3 separate regions of the Anser cygnoides genome follow, and regions 1 and 3 are each linked to region 2. Evidence: chromatin contacts called from public Hi-C data. All regions are on one chromosome and are shown on one strand. The core of a region is the stretch at or near the end of the contact, and the rest is flanking DNA. Distances in the headings are between cores, read along the strand shown.

What was found. Hi-C and Micro-C count contacts between places; a contact is called where the count stands out from the background.
Region 1: a Hi-C map of liver shows a contact between it and region 2, with 3 times the contacts expected there. The contact joins two enhancer-like sites. A contact is called at or near these places in 2 of 7 Hi-C or Micro-C datasets (both in liver).
Region 3: a contact with region 2 is called in a Hi-C map of liver, with 5 times the contacts expected there. The contact joins the promoter of APOH here to the enhancer-like site in region 2. A contact is called at or near these places in 4 of 7 Hi-C or Micro-C datasets (granulosa cells and liver).

Annotation. Positions count from the first base shown.
Region 1 is chr19:9,825,460-9,829,774 of Taihu_goose_T2T_genome, reverse strand. CEP112 (centrosomal protein 112) reads right to left here. Exons shown (of 26, transcript XM_048064340.2): 5 at 4,125-4,163. Among named protein-coding and RNA genes, the nearest start is that of CEP112, 6.0 kb to the right of the region's middle. Within about 2 kb of position 2,329, at least 1 of the 3 cell types and tissues checked has open chromatin away from gene starts, as enhancers often do. A contact at or near this core is called in liver, where this site is marked.
Region 2 is chr19:9,613,434-9,618,189 of Taihu_goose_T2T_genome, reverse strand. No RefSeq gene overlaps it. Among named protein-coding and RNA genes, the nearest start is that of CACNG5, 22 kb to the left of the region's middle. Within about 2 kb of position 1,554, at least 2 of the 3 cell types and tissues checked have open chromatin away from gene starts, as enhancers often do. A contact at or near this core is called in liver, where this site is marked.
Region 3 is chr19:9,808,277-9,813,163 of Taihu_goose_T2T_genome, reverse strand. It overlaps APOH (apolipoprotein H), which reads right to left and starts at 2,387. Exons shown (of 8, transcript XM_013178943.3): 1 at 2,229-2,387; 2 at 1,448-1,624; 3 at 528-624. The coding sequence starts at 2,292.

The DNA of each region.
Region 1 (4,315 bases), core at 1,080-3,579, 210 kb before region 2:
AAGAAACATAGTAATACAATGACTTTCTGTAGCATTCTAAATCATACATATCTTAACCAAAATTTCATTTTACACAAAATCATCTTACTAGAAGGCAAAGATTTGTTGTCTTTCACTGAAAGTCTGCACTTTTATCAATGGACTTTTCCAAACAACATTCAGGTTACCTAGCAATTAAAGTTTCATTCATTTAAAACAAGAAAGAAAAGAATTCATGCTCCTATCATCGAGAGATTAAGGACTATAGATAAATATCCAAACCAGCCAACAGGCTACCTGTAGTATTTTTAAATTGGAAAAAGGAATGAAGAAAATTAGATATACTCTTAGTTCTGCACTTGCTATTTTGAAAGGGAACTCAAAAGGCAGTCACTTTTTCTCTATAAACAGGCTCTGCAAAGACCACTAAGGATGGACTGCAACTCCACTCTTTCCAAATGTATACCACCCATTCACTCCCTTTAGCTTTCTGCTATTGAGTCAGGCTCCAGAAAGCACAAGATGTTATGTAAGATTATTTATTTTTCCTTCCACAGCAGGTGAGTGAAGAATGGTCAGGCCTGACGCTAGCTCTCTGACCTGCCTCAGCAAAAACTGAACTAGCATGGGAGAAGGAAGCAATTTGCTGCTAATAAAAGAGATTAGTAAATAATTTCCTACTAGGAACAAAGTAAGGGAAACTCACTGGTTCCTCCCGGTATAGCACAGCCACACACTGACGTTTAACAATGTTTTTGAGGCATAATCTGTAATGCTACAAAAATACAGTAGAATTTTCCTACAGTCAGAAGGGCCAGATTTTTGTCCAAACCTAACCACATATTACTAAAACCTGTTCTCTCAAGTTTCATATTAAAGATGCAGCTTTCTAGCATCTGCTTGCTTGGTCTTAGACAAATCTTACTTGGAAGGAGAGCAAACATACTTTTTATTTAGCCAGATAAGCAGCTTCTTATGTAAAAAGGCAAGATCTTCACACATAGCATGTATATTGTAAGATAAAAATAATTGAACAAAGCTTCTGCATTTGTCTGCTTCTTTTAGAGGAGAGAATCTCGAATAAACAAACATGAAGAAATTACTCATAAGCATGTCTCACTGGCATATCTGTTTCGCCTTGAGAAAATGTTTTAGCCCATCTGTAAGAATTAAGTCATGGTTGGAACATAAAATTTCCATCAAACTAAATATATCACACGCCTATGGACACAGCTTTCCTAATACACATTCTGAAGTAGAGAGACAAGTAAAACGTAACAAGATCCCCATCTGCTGGCTCTTTACAAACTGCAGATTCCAGAAGATTTTTATACTTAATCTCTTTACTTGCACTGACGGCACGTTCAAAACTACAAATTCAAAGAAAAACACAATCTTAATATAGACACTTGTAAATAAGTATTAAAGAAACTGTCCCCATGAAACATAATATCTGAAACATTCACCTTTGGTATTTCTTCCCACATAACTCACGCATTTAACATAGTTTCTCACTGCCTTAAAGATTAATTCTTGTTAATCTACAGGGATATCAAAATTTGCAAGTGCCAACACAAATTCAGGTTTCCTTATACACAGTTCCATACTCAGCTTGAGTACACATCAGCAAAACCATGCCTATAGTGCTAGGTTTCACTTCCAGAACTCATTAAACCAATTACTTGCTTCTCCTGGCATGGTATAGTGGGCAACATGGGTCTCCTGAAAACTTACCAGAGCCTTGGAAACCAGCTGTTGATCACCACTGTAGATATTGCTAAAGCCCACGGTACCAAATAAAAAAAAAAAAAAAAAAGTGAAATAAAGCTTCACTATCCTGCCCACATCTCAGGGAACTTTGAGAGACCTAGCTAAATATTGGGTTCAGATATGGAAGGGGAAAAGGGGTCAGGCTTCCAATATCCTACTATAATCCAGGTAGAGAAAAGGAAAAAAAAATAGTAAAGAACACAAGGGAGGGAGTAGGCAGGCTTGTGCCTCAGCCTTCCTCAAAAGTGGACAAGCACAAGCTGGATACAGAGGGAGGAGTATGCTGCCTCACATCCTATTCAAATAACACCCCAGCTGACACTACAAGTAAGGAACTCAGAGCAATTAGATGCTTTTTTTTTTTTTTAAATGCTGCAAACATGGCATGGTACAGGTATCAATGCCAGATTAGGTATTAGAAGTAATTTACCTCTATCAGCACAACTCCACATTATTAGGCCTGAATGATATTTCGGCATGGTCATATCAGGGTATAAGCAAACAGAAGACCCCTTAGTATTAATGTTGTAGGACTTGGAAATAGGACTACTGCTCTTTAAATGACTGTTACAATTGCATAATTAATGGATACATAAGAGGAAAAGTTTCAAAATACTGAATATTAACATGACATAACTTGCAAGAGTGCCTGTCACCTGTAAAAATGACAGCTGAACAACTTGAAACTGCAAGACTGAGCACTGTGATAGAAGGAATGTGAAATGTACACTATAAACATAATTGTCCTTAAAACATAGCTAATTATAACACTTATGAAAAATATAACTGAACACATCAAAAAGCTTTAGTCTTCTGAAACAAAACCTATGAGCATATTTATAATGCAGTGAAACCAAACCAGAAGTTTCATACAGAATGAGAGCAAACACTTCCTCTTGTACAGAGCTTACTTAGGGTGTGAACATAATTCAGAGCTACCTGTAACAGTGCTTTTTTCTGCAAGGATTTGAGAGTTTAAACATTAACTAAAACGTCAAAATAAGCAAACAAAAGGCAAATCCATTCATGACTGAAATGCAGCTATGTAAAAATGAACATAGAACTTGATCATTAGTACAAAGTAGCACTATATAAGAAAAACTGAAGGAAAGGAAATATTTAAGAATAGAATGTAGATTAAATTTACCTAAGATTCCCACCAAAATAGGACAGAAAAAAAAAGCCTATGTAAACAGTGTTCATTGACCAGCTTGGTACATTTTTGATACTGCAGAGACATTTTTCTAAGCCGTAAGGAAACCAAGACTTAATAACCTGATGCATTTCACCCCTTTACCTTCTTGCTTTGTAAGCTGGATAGAAAACAAAGAGCTCTATACCCAGTTGACTGGAAATACAGACGTTGCTTAAGCTTGCTGGCACCTGCAAACTTACAAAGAGGCTGTCCCAATGGATTGCAAGAACAAGATACAGATACAAATACTCAGGATTCTGGTGTACAGCTGCAGATGAACAATACTTAAAATTTTGTGTTGTCCTAATGGCAAACATGCAAGATACAGGCAAAGAGAGTCCTAGTCGTTAACACTGCATGATGTAAATCAAAATATATTAAATCAAACTCAATGAGAGATTGTACAGACAAGGACAAACTTATTGCAAACAAACCCACAGACAGCAGTTCTGAGTTTTTATCCTCAAGTTTTGAAAAGTACAGCTTCTGATCTGTAATCCAAGATTCAAAAGACTAATGAGAAAAAGAAATTCTGCTATTTCCTAAAGAAGCCATCATGAAACACAGGACAAATAGGCCAAGAAGTTTTTATTAGAAGAACTATCACGCTTGCAAGAAGATGCATCAAATCCATAACCTTTCTTTCTTTGTCACAGGACAACAAAACTTGCTGATCTTCAGAGATACACTACTCAATTTCCTCCAACTTCTGACCATGAACAACAGAACGTTCTTTAAATTTACCACCCGTATGCTTGTTCCTGTTTTTATTCTCTCTAGAGAAAAACCACTAAAAACTATTTTACATGAAGTTCCTTTCAGCATTATCATCTGAGAACATATTTTAAAAAATATTATACATTTACTCTCCCCAAGTTTTTTGTCATTTGCTTATTGTATGTTCCATTTATTTTAACTGCATAGAAACAGTGAGGATTAATCTACCTCAGCTTCATTAATTAATACCACTCTTGTATGCTGATGTACAGAAACTGGAAAGAGAAGACTGCACAGGAACTCCAGGGGGATAGTAACTGTTCTGATCTACTTCAAGAAAAATGTGGCCTGAGAGTCTTCAACTACATCGTCTTTTACCACATCACTTCTTCCTTCCTGCCTGTGCATTTGTCTGTGCTTCCCTCTCCCAATTAAGTATTTTTGTATGAATTCTGTCTCTTGCCTTGCGACCACTGTGCTTTGCCACCATAATATCTGAAGTCTGAAAAACATAATCAGAGTATCAGCTTATTTGATAGATGTTTAGAATGTCAGAACAATAGCTATTATCTACTTCCGAAGTCTACAGAGGATATACTATTACCATAAAGTGAGATAAGAACGTTGCAAAAATATGGACAGAGATCATTTAGG
Region 2 (4,756 bases), core at 305-2,804:
GTGTCACTGTGCAGGGTGAGGAGTGGGAATGCTGTGTGCAGGTTGGTGGTTTCCAGTGCAGAGAGCCCTGCTTGTGAGCCCTTGTTCTGCCTTATAAATGCTATTTGTCAGCATTGTGTATTCATTTTCCCAAACATGAGTTAGCCCCATGGGCTATTCAAGGTATGCTAAGAAATTAAATAGCCTTGTTCCTCCCTGCTGTTAGCTTGTTAATGATGCAGAACCGGTGCGTGCGTGGTGGGAGCGCTGTGTGAGCAGGCAAACAGCCACCCAGGTCAATAGCCCTCCACTAAGGGAAGAAGTAATTGAGAGTATTTTTTTTCCCTTCTTCTTTTCTTACGAGATGTATTTATTTCAGAATAAAAAAATAAAATGAGATAGAAGCCTGACATCATCCTTAACTAGAAGCAGCAGCGTTTTCCTCCCCACTTTTGCAGTTCCAGGGCCTCCTGCTGGGCTCTTCTGTACCCCTCTGCAGCATCGCTTGCTGCCCAGGCCGCCTTTGTTCCACTCTCTCTCCTTTCTCTGAGGACCACAGCAGCTCTTTAACTTTTCTGTCTGCACCACAGCTCTCCCGTATATGATGAAGTTGTGACGTGTGGGGTGCAGAGGAGGGTATCCCCAGCACCCTGGGTGCCTAGCAGGTGCCACCTGTGCCCCGCTGTGGTCAGGGTGCTCTGCTGACCTCTGCCCCTGCACTGCAGGTCTCCTGTCTGTCACTATTTTGTGGCTATCAAACTGCATCCTGTTCCCATGGATACAGTACCTTATAGAAAGGGAAGATCTGCCTCTTTGCTTTCTTTTTGTGTAAGGTTTTATATGCCTGGCATTTTGGATCATGAGGATCTCAGTGGGCAGCGGTTATAAAGGGCAGGCGATGGCTGCAGTGATCACCCTGTGTGCCTTTGATTTTAAACCATGATGCAACAATTTTAAAGGACTGGAGAGGTTGTTCCTTATGGCATGGGACTGCCCATCACCCAGTCCTCCCCCGGGGCTGCAGATGTGTGCCAGACCTGCAGACCACATTGATTTGGGGCGGCGTGGTGCAGGGTCCTCTGATAGCCATGTCCCCAGCTCTTTTTGGGTGGCACGTGAAAGAACCTTTAGGCGGCCCGCTGTGCTGGATTGTGCCATGAAGGTGAACCCAGAGCAAACATGAAGAGGTTGCGACGCTGTCAACATCCCTGACCTGGTGCCCATCGCTGGTGCAGGTCAGAGCACCTCTGGTCGTGTGCCAGCCTCCTCCCTTTCTCTTGTTTTCACACCACTTCATCCCTGAGCCTCTGGCCAATTCACTTTGTAGGGGGAAAAATGAATTTATTATTATCTGCAGATTATTTGCAGCAGTATTTCAACCAAAAGATTAGCCCCACTTGGCTGTGTTGCCAGACTCCAGTCCCGAGGGCTGTACTTGATAAATATCTTGGCTCTACCAGGATGCTTTCAAGCCCTGGGCAATCTGTACCACAGTGCTCTGCAGGCTCTGTCCAGCATTTTTATTTGAATCATCTCAGAAATCCCTAAACCTCACCCCTCTCTCCATTTCCACTGAAAGGTGGATTATTCCCACGCAAGTTGTGATTTATATGCCTTGAAAATACACAGTGCCAGCATTCTAGTTTATTCCCCAATAAGCGATCATTTTTGACATCGGCTCCCGATAAATCTTCTGGCTGTGATGAGGTGCAGCTGCTTTTAATCTTTAATGTTAGGGCAGAGTGCATTCACTTTTCTGAGAGGAAAACCACGTGTGAGGGTGCAGAGGAGGTGCTGGGTGACTCCTGCAGCTGCATAAGCTCAGGTTGCTGTAGCTCATGCTGCTCGCAGGGCTGTGCAAGCCAGCCTGTTTGCCCAAGCCAGGCCTGCTTGGTTTCTGTTTAAATTGCTCGTTCTGGAGCAAAGTCCACATTGCCCTAACTAGTCCCAGTGACCATCGAGCACCTGTAAGTCTGCATGTAGACGAATCACAGAATATCCTGAACTGGAAGGGACCTACATGGATCAACGAGTCCAAAGCCTAGCTCCACACAGGACCACCCAAAAATCAGACCATGTGTCTGAGAGTGTTGTGCAAACGTTTCTTGAACTCTGACAGGCTCGGTGCTTTGGCCGCTTCCCGGGTGAGCCTGTCCCAGTGCCTGACCACCCTCTGGGTGCAGACCCTTTCCCTAACACCCAGCCTGACCCTCCCCTGTCCCAGCTCCGTGCCGTTCCCTCGGGTCCTGTCGCTGTCCCCAGAGAGCAGAGCTCAGCGCCTGCCCCTCCGCTCCCCTCGTGAGGGGGCTGCAGGCCGCCATGAGGCCTCCCCTCAGAGGCCTCTTCTCTGGGACAAACAAACCAAGTGACCTCAGCTACTCCTCATGTGTCTTCTACTCTAGACCCTTCACCATCTTTGTAGCCCTGCTTTGGACACTTCCTAGTAGTTTTATGTTCTTATACTGTGGTGCCCAAAACTGCACGCAGTACTCAGGTGAGGCTGCGTTCAGCGCTCTGCTGAACCAACAAAGTGCTCAGGCACACGCTGACGTCCCACGGGATGCGGATTGTGGCCAGAGCCAAGCAAAAGCAAAGTGCTCTGCTGAGCACGTGTGTGTTGGCAAGCACCTGGTGGTGGGCCGTTGCGGGAGAGGAAACGGAAGGCGCAGAGAGGGTGGTAGAGGGAAATGCCTGCTCATTTCTTCTTTTACTGCAGTGATAATGTCTTCAATGGGGTGTTCATTCACAAAAATACAACCTCGAGGTCCTCGTGTCCGCCTGGCATCCTCACATGTGCCAGCTTCCCACTGCAACTTGAGGGGGAAAGTCTGTGAAGAAAGCAGAAAGGTGTTGTTTAATTAACGAGAGTTAATTTGATTAAGTACCCAAATGTCATTCTGCTTATCTGGAGATGAGCTGGGTGGTCTTACCTCTGGGGGAGAAATGGTTTGTTTCCAGAGCAAGGGGGAGCTATCTGTGTCGTGTATGAGCAAGGAGCAGCCGTGTCTGCAGTCTCAGCATGCTGCCATCCCAGCACAGGGTGTCAGTCATGCTCCCATTGTGCCAGCTCTTGCAGGAGGAAAGGTGTGTGAGCAGACTGTGACCCTTCCCTGTGAGATGGGGACTCTGTTTGTCCCACTCAGGACAGGTGGTAAAGGAACAAAAGCAGGAATTATGTGGGTTTGGAGGCCAGTGACAGAGGGCAGAGCAGGGACCGGTGACCTCGTCCTCCCCAGGAGCCACCCACAGGCCCCCAGGGACATTAAAATAACATGGCTTTTAAAACTGCTTTGCCTCAGTGCTGGACAAATACCTGAGTGCAGTCTTCTATTTACCCTTAAAAGCAAATGGCGTGTTCTGTTTTTGCAGGAATTACAGGGTCTTTTTTTTTGACAGAGCATCCCCAGTTCCTGCAGTGCTAAATGAATTTCAGAGTGACCTGTGCTTGTCGATGACAGTATAAATATATATTATTTAGAATTATTATTCATAATTTAGGTAAGCAGAGAGGGTCTTACTAGCAGTGCAGAGCATGTACATGAAAACCCCTTCTCCCCACCCACATCAAATAATTTATCCCCGTATAAATTATATGCTGTCAAAACTGCTCTACTGATCCAAAGGTTACAGGCTCCGTCATGGAAATGGAGCAGCTCGCAGTCATCTCAGTCAAAACGTGATCACTTCCAGAGGAAAGCAGCCTGACGGTTGTGGATTTCCTATTGATCTGCTTCAGCATCTGTCTGACAGAGAACAGTTGAAATAAATGCAGTAAAAATAAAACCTTCAGTTGTTTTATCATTCCGTATAAAAGTAGGTCATATCCCCAACTGAGCTGTATTTTATTCATGTAAATACATTGCCACAATTAAAAATGCAGCAGAAACTCTGTTCATGTCAGCAGGGATGAGCCTGGTGGAACTGGGTGAGGGCTGATTCCTGGGCCACCGTGGCACGAAGCTTCATTGCCAGCCAGACAAGCTCCTTGTCCCATCTGCCATGGACATGGGGCCCCAGAGCACCTTACAAAAGCTTCTCTTTGGGGTTTTGTGGCCAGCTCCTGTGCCCAGAGCCTCCGACAGCACCAGCATGCCATGGCCCCTCCGGATTGAGCTCTGCACAGGAAAACTTACGGCTGCTATTTTAAGGAGTTGTTTAATAACGTTAAACCCATGACAGCCTGAGATTATAACACTGCCACCTCCACACTCCTGGAGGCTTTTTCTTCCCCCTCCCCCCAACAATTCTTAAATGTTTGCATTTTTCCAAGCATTTGTTAATAATTGTCATATTGAAAGCAAGCCAGGAATCACTTTGTATGAGGGGAGAAGATGGAGCATTGAAGTACAGCAACAAAGGCATTAGTCCCTCTCCTGGCGTGTAATGAGGGAGTGCTCAGGAGCAACATCCACACTTTAATTTGGTCCAGGAAAATATGTGGGGGCAAATCTGACCTGTTTCCCATGGGAGACTGCACCAGGAGGTGACAGCCACATGCAGGGACCCACGGCATGCATGGGGCTGTTGCAGGTTTAAGAGGAAAAAAAACCCTCTGCAGCAAACCGTGTCTGGGTTCTCTGTTTGCCTATTTATAAAAAGAAAAAATATTCCTCATAGACACACTGGTACATTGGGAACTTTGGATGAAACGTGCTTCCTGTAGTATGCATACAAATAATAATATTTTTCTAGAGGTTTCACGTTTTGCTTGCCCTGTGTGGTGATTAGCACTGAGCAAGATGCTTTCTCCCCATGTTTCCTGTGCAAAAGAAATTGA
Region 3 (4,887 bases), core at 1,138-3,637, 190 kb before region 2:
CATAACTCTATTTCTTTAAATGCATCCTTGTTTCTGGAATCAGTAAGCAGCCTTCAGTAAAAGTGCATTTGGTCTAGGGACTAAGTGAGGATTAATCTCATGTTTTCATTTACTGAGCTTGGAAGGACACAGAAACAAAATTTTCAGTCTCCAGAGCCTGACAGCATAACAACTTAGACAGTGATTATCCTTTCTTTGCTGTAGGATTTCATCTCATGATGTAATAAGAGGATTTAAAAAGCAGGGGAAAGAGGTCTGGAATAAGTCTTTGTACAAAATCTCTGCTATTTTGATGGTTTTCCTGTCTGTAAGATGTTGCTTTGGAGTAACAAAGCCCTGGGATGTAATAATTGAGTTTGAACAGTAAAGGATCGCTAAATATGGCATTTTTAAGTGTCTGAAGTTCAGGTGGGTTTAAGGTGGTATTTTCTAAGTTCCCTGGCTTGTAATGCTCCAACAGGTGATAGTAGAGTGTAATGCTGTGATTTAGATCACTTATTTAGCAGCCTAAGAAAGGGAGTGCTTACCCTGGTTCACACGAAAAACTTAAAGAACTCTGGTAATAAGAGTCTATAAAATCAATTTTTCCATGCTGCAGCTGTCCAGGAGTGGGACATCTCTTTGCTGTTAATTAAAGATAAAAAGGATACTATTATTTCACAAGGCATGAAGCTAGGATAGTGGAAACAAGTTGGTCATAAAGGGGTCTGGGTGCCTTTCAATTTTTTCCACTTTTGTATGCTACGTTTCCTAAGTGTAAATATTATATGTCTCTATTAAAACATAGTAAAGGTAGCTTCAAAAATTTCATGATTAATTCACTTTTAATGATTGTCTGCAATTAAATGATAAAAATGAGTGGCAATGGATACAATAAAGGCAGATAATGTTACCAACCAATCTGCATCACTTAGAGTACAAGCACTGCTGGGCTGAGCCAGATTAAGGTTTGCTTTGTCTGGATCCAGTCTGTATCACTCTCTGGCAGCAGAGGCATAAGGGAAAGTTATGGTAAGCTCCTTCTCCTGTTGCTTTCACCTCTTTCCACCTCTCTTTTCCACCTTTTTTCCACCTTTCTCTTTTCACCTCCACACCCAGTTTGTCTTCTGATGACTATTTATTTTTCAGGAGAAAGCTTAGAGCAATCTAAGTTTTTTACCTATTTTGACTCAGGAAAGCAATAACAAAAAAGCACCCAAAATACAGCAAAGCACACAACTCCTTGGCAGGAGGCAGCGGCTTTGCAGGGAGCAAGATGGCTTCTGCGTTTGCTTTTATATAGAAAACTTAGAAATGCAAGGAAAGAACAACCAGAGAACAAAAACATATCAGTTTTAACATATCAGATCCATCACATGGACTATAAAATACCCTTTTCAGCTCAGCACATGGTATGTCAACAAGGTGGTGCAAAATTTGGGGGTAAGTTCTACTTTGTTTTACTTACGCAGGCACAGGAGCGTGTTGAGAGGCCACTTGCCGGTGGGCTGGCAGGTGTATTTCCTCTGGCCATTGTTGGGGACAAACCCCGGCCTGCAGGTGTACTCGATTTCCTCACCCACGTCGTACACGGTTTTGACCACATTGATTGTGGCGAAGAGCACTTCTGGTGGCTTGGAACAGACTGGAAGAGAGGAGACACTTTATAAAAAAAAAATGAAAAATAAGTGGGCAGGAAGTTTGAGATATTCTTACCTCTAAACTGGAAGCACAAGTTCCTGTATTATAGCCAGCTGTTGGATGTCCCTATGCTGAGCTAAGTGTTCTTCTGGTGTCTACAGGTACCTGACTTACTGAGGCAAGGGAGGGCTGCAGTAAGCATCGGCAAGGAAAAAATGTATTCTTTCCCTTCTCTCTGGCAGCTCTATCGTGGCTCCAGTTAGACTTAAGAGGAAAAAAAGTGCTTTTCCTTGGATTTATGAGGTGTTCTTCAAAGTGAGGCAATTATGGTAAATGATATAGGGGAAAAAATGGGGCGAGGGGGACTTAGAAACAAACTAAAGCATTTCATTTTTAATCTAAGTTGGTTTGGTGGGGTCAGAAATTCCCCTCGCTGTAGAGATGAAGGAAAGGAAGTGAAAAAAGACAAGAAACAGCTTTCAGAGAACTCCCATTCAAAAACACTTGACCAGAACTATCCAAAGGCTTTATAGTTCCGTCGCTTTCTCCAGATTCCCTCCCTCACGCCCCATGGTAGCGGTGGCTATTGGAAAGTGGAAGACGCTTACCTCTTGCTGCAAGAGCAGAGTGGGTCAGAGCAGCCGCACACACGACCAGCACCAGGGAGTACATTGCTGCTGGTCCACCAGTTTCCCGAATGACCCTCAATCCAGCGTTTCTTTCCCTAAAAATAAAGGCAGCCACAAAAGGGTGGTTACATATTAACTCTTTGTATTTATTCCCACCCTGGTAAACAGAAGATAAAAGGGTCCTTGTGTAGCTGGAATAAAGGATGAAATAACCGTCACATGTTGCGCTGGTACATAATGCAGGAATTCAAACAGCAGTCTTGGCTGCAAACATCTCCGCTCCAGTTGTTTCTGCAAAGCATCTCCTGTTGGGACTGATGGCTTTGAGAAAACAACATTATTTTCTCAGCATCTCTAAAGGATGAGGATGCTTGGAATTCAATATTGGATCAAATAATAGAACTGTCACTGAGAAGCTTTTGTTTCTCACTTGAGCTTGTACGTTTTCATGTACCAAAGAGTGCTGAGAGTTATAAAGATCTTTTTAAGGCAAAACGGTTAGCATTGCAGTGACATTGGCGGTGTTATATGCCTCCAGTGATAATACCGGCTTAATAATGATTTAGATGATGATGTGGCCTGAAACTTCAGGCTTCGTGGGCCTGTTTTATCTGATTCACGTTGTCAGTTGTCATCTTTCAATTAATGGATAACCAGTTAACTACTGGAGAAGTAGTATAGAGAAGGGTCGCCATGCCAGTGCTGCCAAAAAAGTGAAATAATTGTTCTAGATTGTGCTTATTTGTGATAAGGGCTCATATTTGAGTCATGGTTTTGGGTGGTATAAAAACTTGTTTTGATTCCCCCATTTGGGGTCATCAAGTCAAAACTTCACAGCTATCAGCTGATGTTCTGATCACTGCAATCCTCCTAATTTAGCAGATTTTTAACTGCAGGAACATCTCAAGTGCAACCAAAATAACATTTGTGTAATCATTGTTCCACAGTTTGGTGTTTCTAATCTAAGTATCCTCCTTCCCCGCTGACTCACAGCCTGCGAGGGGGAGTGAGGGACATTTGAAGCTCAAACGAGAAGCTAGGTTATGTCAAACCCTTATTGCTGAGATCTTAAATAGTTTGTTTATTTTTGCTTCATGAAGTTTCCCTGTTTGCATGTAAAACACAAACTTTAGCCACAACATTAAATGATTAGGATCATGCTAGTCTTCTCAGAAAGAAAGTGATATGAATGTCTTGCTCAAAATATTTACCAAACACACAGTGCCAAAGGGCAAAGTACAACTGCTAAATCAACCAAGAAATATAGACTTTATTTTCTGTATTTACATCTGATTATTTTTCCATTTGTCACAGCCTAATTCTTCCTCTACAAAATTTCACAAGTATTTCAGTTTTCCCTTCCCACCACACTGCAATGCTGTAGTGAACTTTCTTGCCTTTGGTTTAAATCCTTCCTTAGATCCGCCTGCTATTCTGACTGCATTCTTTTCTGTGTTTAAAATAGCCCAGGAATAGATGGGCACAATTTTATCCGTTTACATGCTGACCATGTGAGCACTTCCCACTGTGCTCACCAGATGGCAGAATGTACTCTGCCATCTACCTTACAGCCATAAACTTGAGCTGAAAAGTTTTTCTTATGCTACTTTAAGAGACAGGGAGACATAATAGAAAAAGTGGGTTGAATGAAGGGCATGACGATCTTTGCATGCAGTTTGAATATCGGTTGTGTGTGATAACTTATGCTACTTCTAAAATTGGAAGTAAAACTTTGAATAATTGCATATGAAATTGAAAGAGAAATACTTAAGTATGCATTTCACACAACAGGGTAATAACTGCCAGTATTGTGACTCTTTTTAAAAACGTTTTTCTGCAATAAGAAACATCAGGATGTATGTTGCCAATAACTGAACCTTCTTCCGTACCTGGAGAAGAGTTGTTCAACTTGGCAGAGTATCAGCAACCAATCTATTTCTTTCTGTGCTTGATGATAATATGCAATTATTTATGTCATCTGGTTTTCCATCAAACCCAGCCCACTCCTTACCATGTATGCTATTTATTGCTAGTGCTTTCATAAACCCAATCATGAAATGGAACTTTGCATTTATTTGGTCACTGACAAAACAGAGGGGGCTGCTGTTCTCTGCCACAAATGGCCTTATACTCTCAGGGAAGAAACGCTAGCTGCGAGCAGAGGCAGGAGTGCAAGGACACACTGAGATGATATTGGCTAGCGTGATGTGCAGAGTATCAGTATCACAGGAGTCTGTTACCCAATTTTGTGCTAGCACAACCTAAAAGGAGAATATGTAGGAGGGATGCGAATGAACTTTGCAGAAGTTGTGTTGCCAAGACAAAAATATGAAGGGCAGCATAGCAGAGATCAAGAGCACATTTTTGAAAAAGATAGCAATTTAATGATGGAGACCGACATCGCTGACTGATCGGAGTAGTTTCAGTAACAAATAAGAGATGGGGAGAGGATGTGCCAGCAAAGCCTTACAAGTGAAGGTAAAAATGTGTCATGTTGAAGAGTTTAAAAACAAAAAATAGAGGGTTGCAAAAGAAAAATGATGATGAAAAGCACTCTATGCAGCAGCATTCTTCATTGATACCAGGGGTCAACTGGAGCTGTCAAGATGAGGAAAATACCTTGTGGTAATTGGGACGC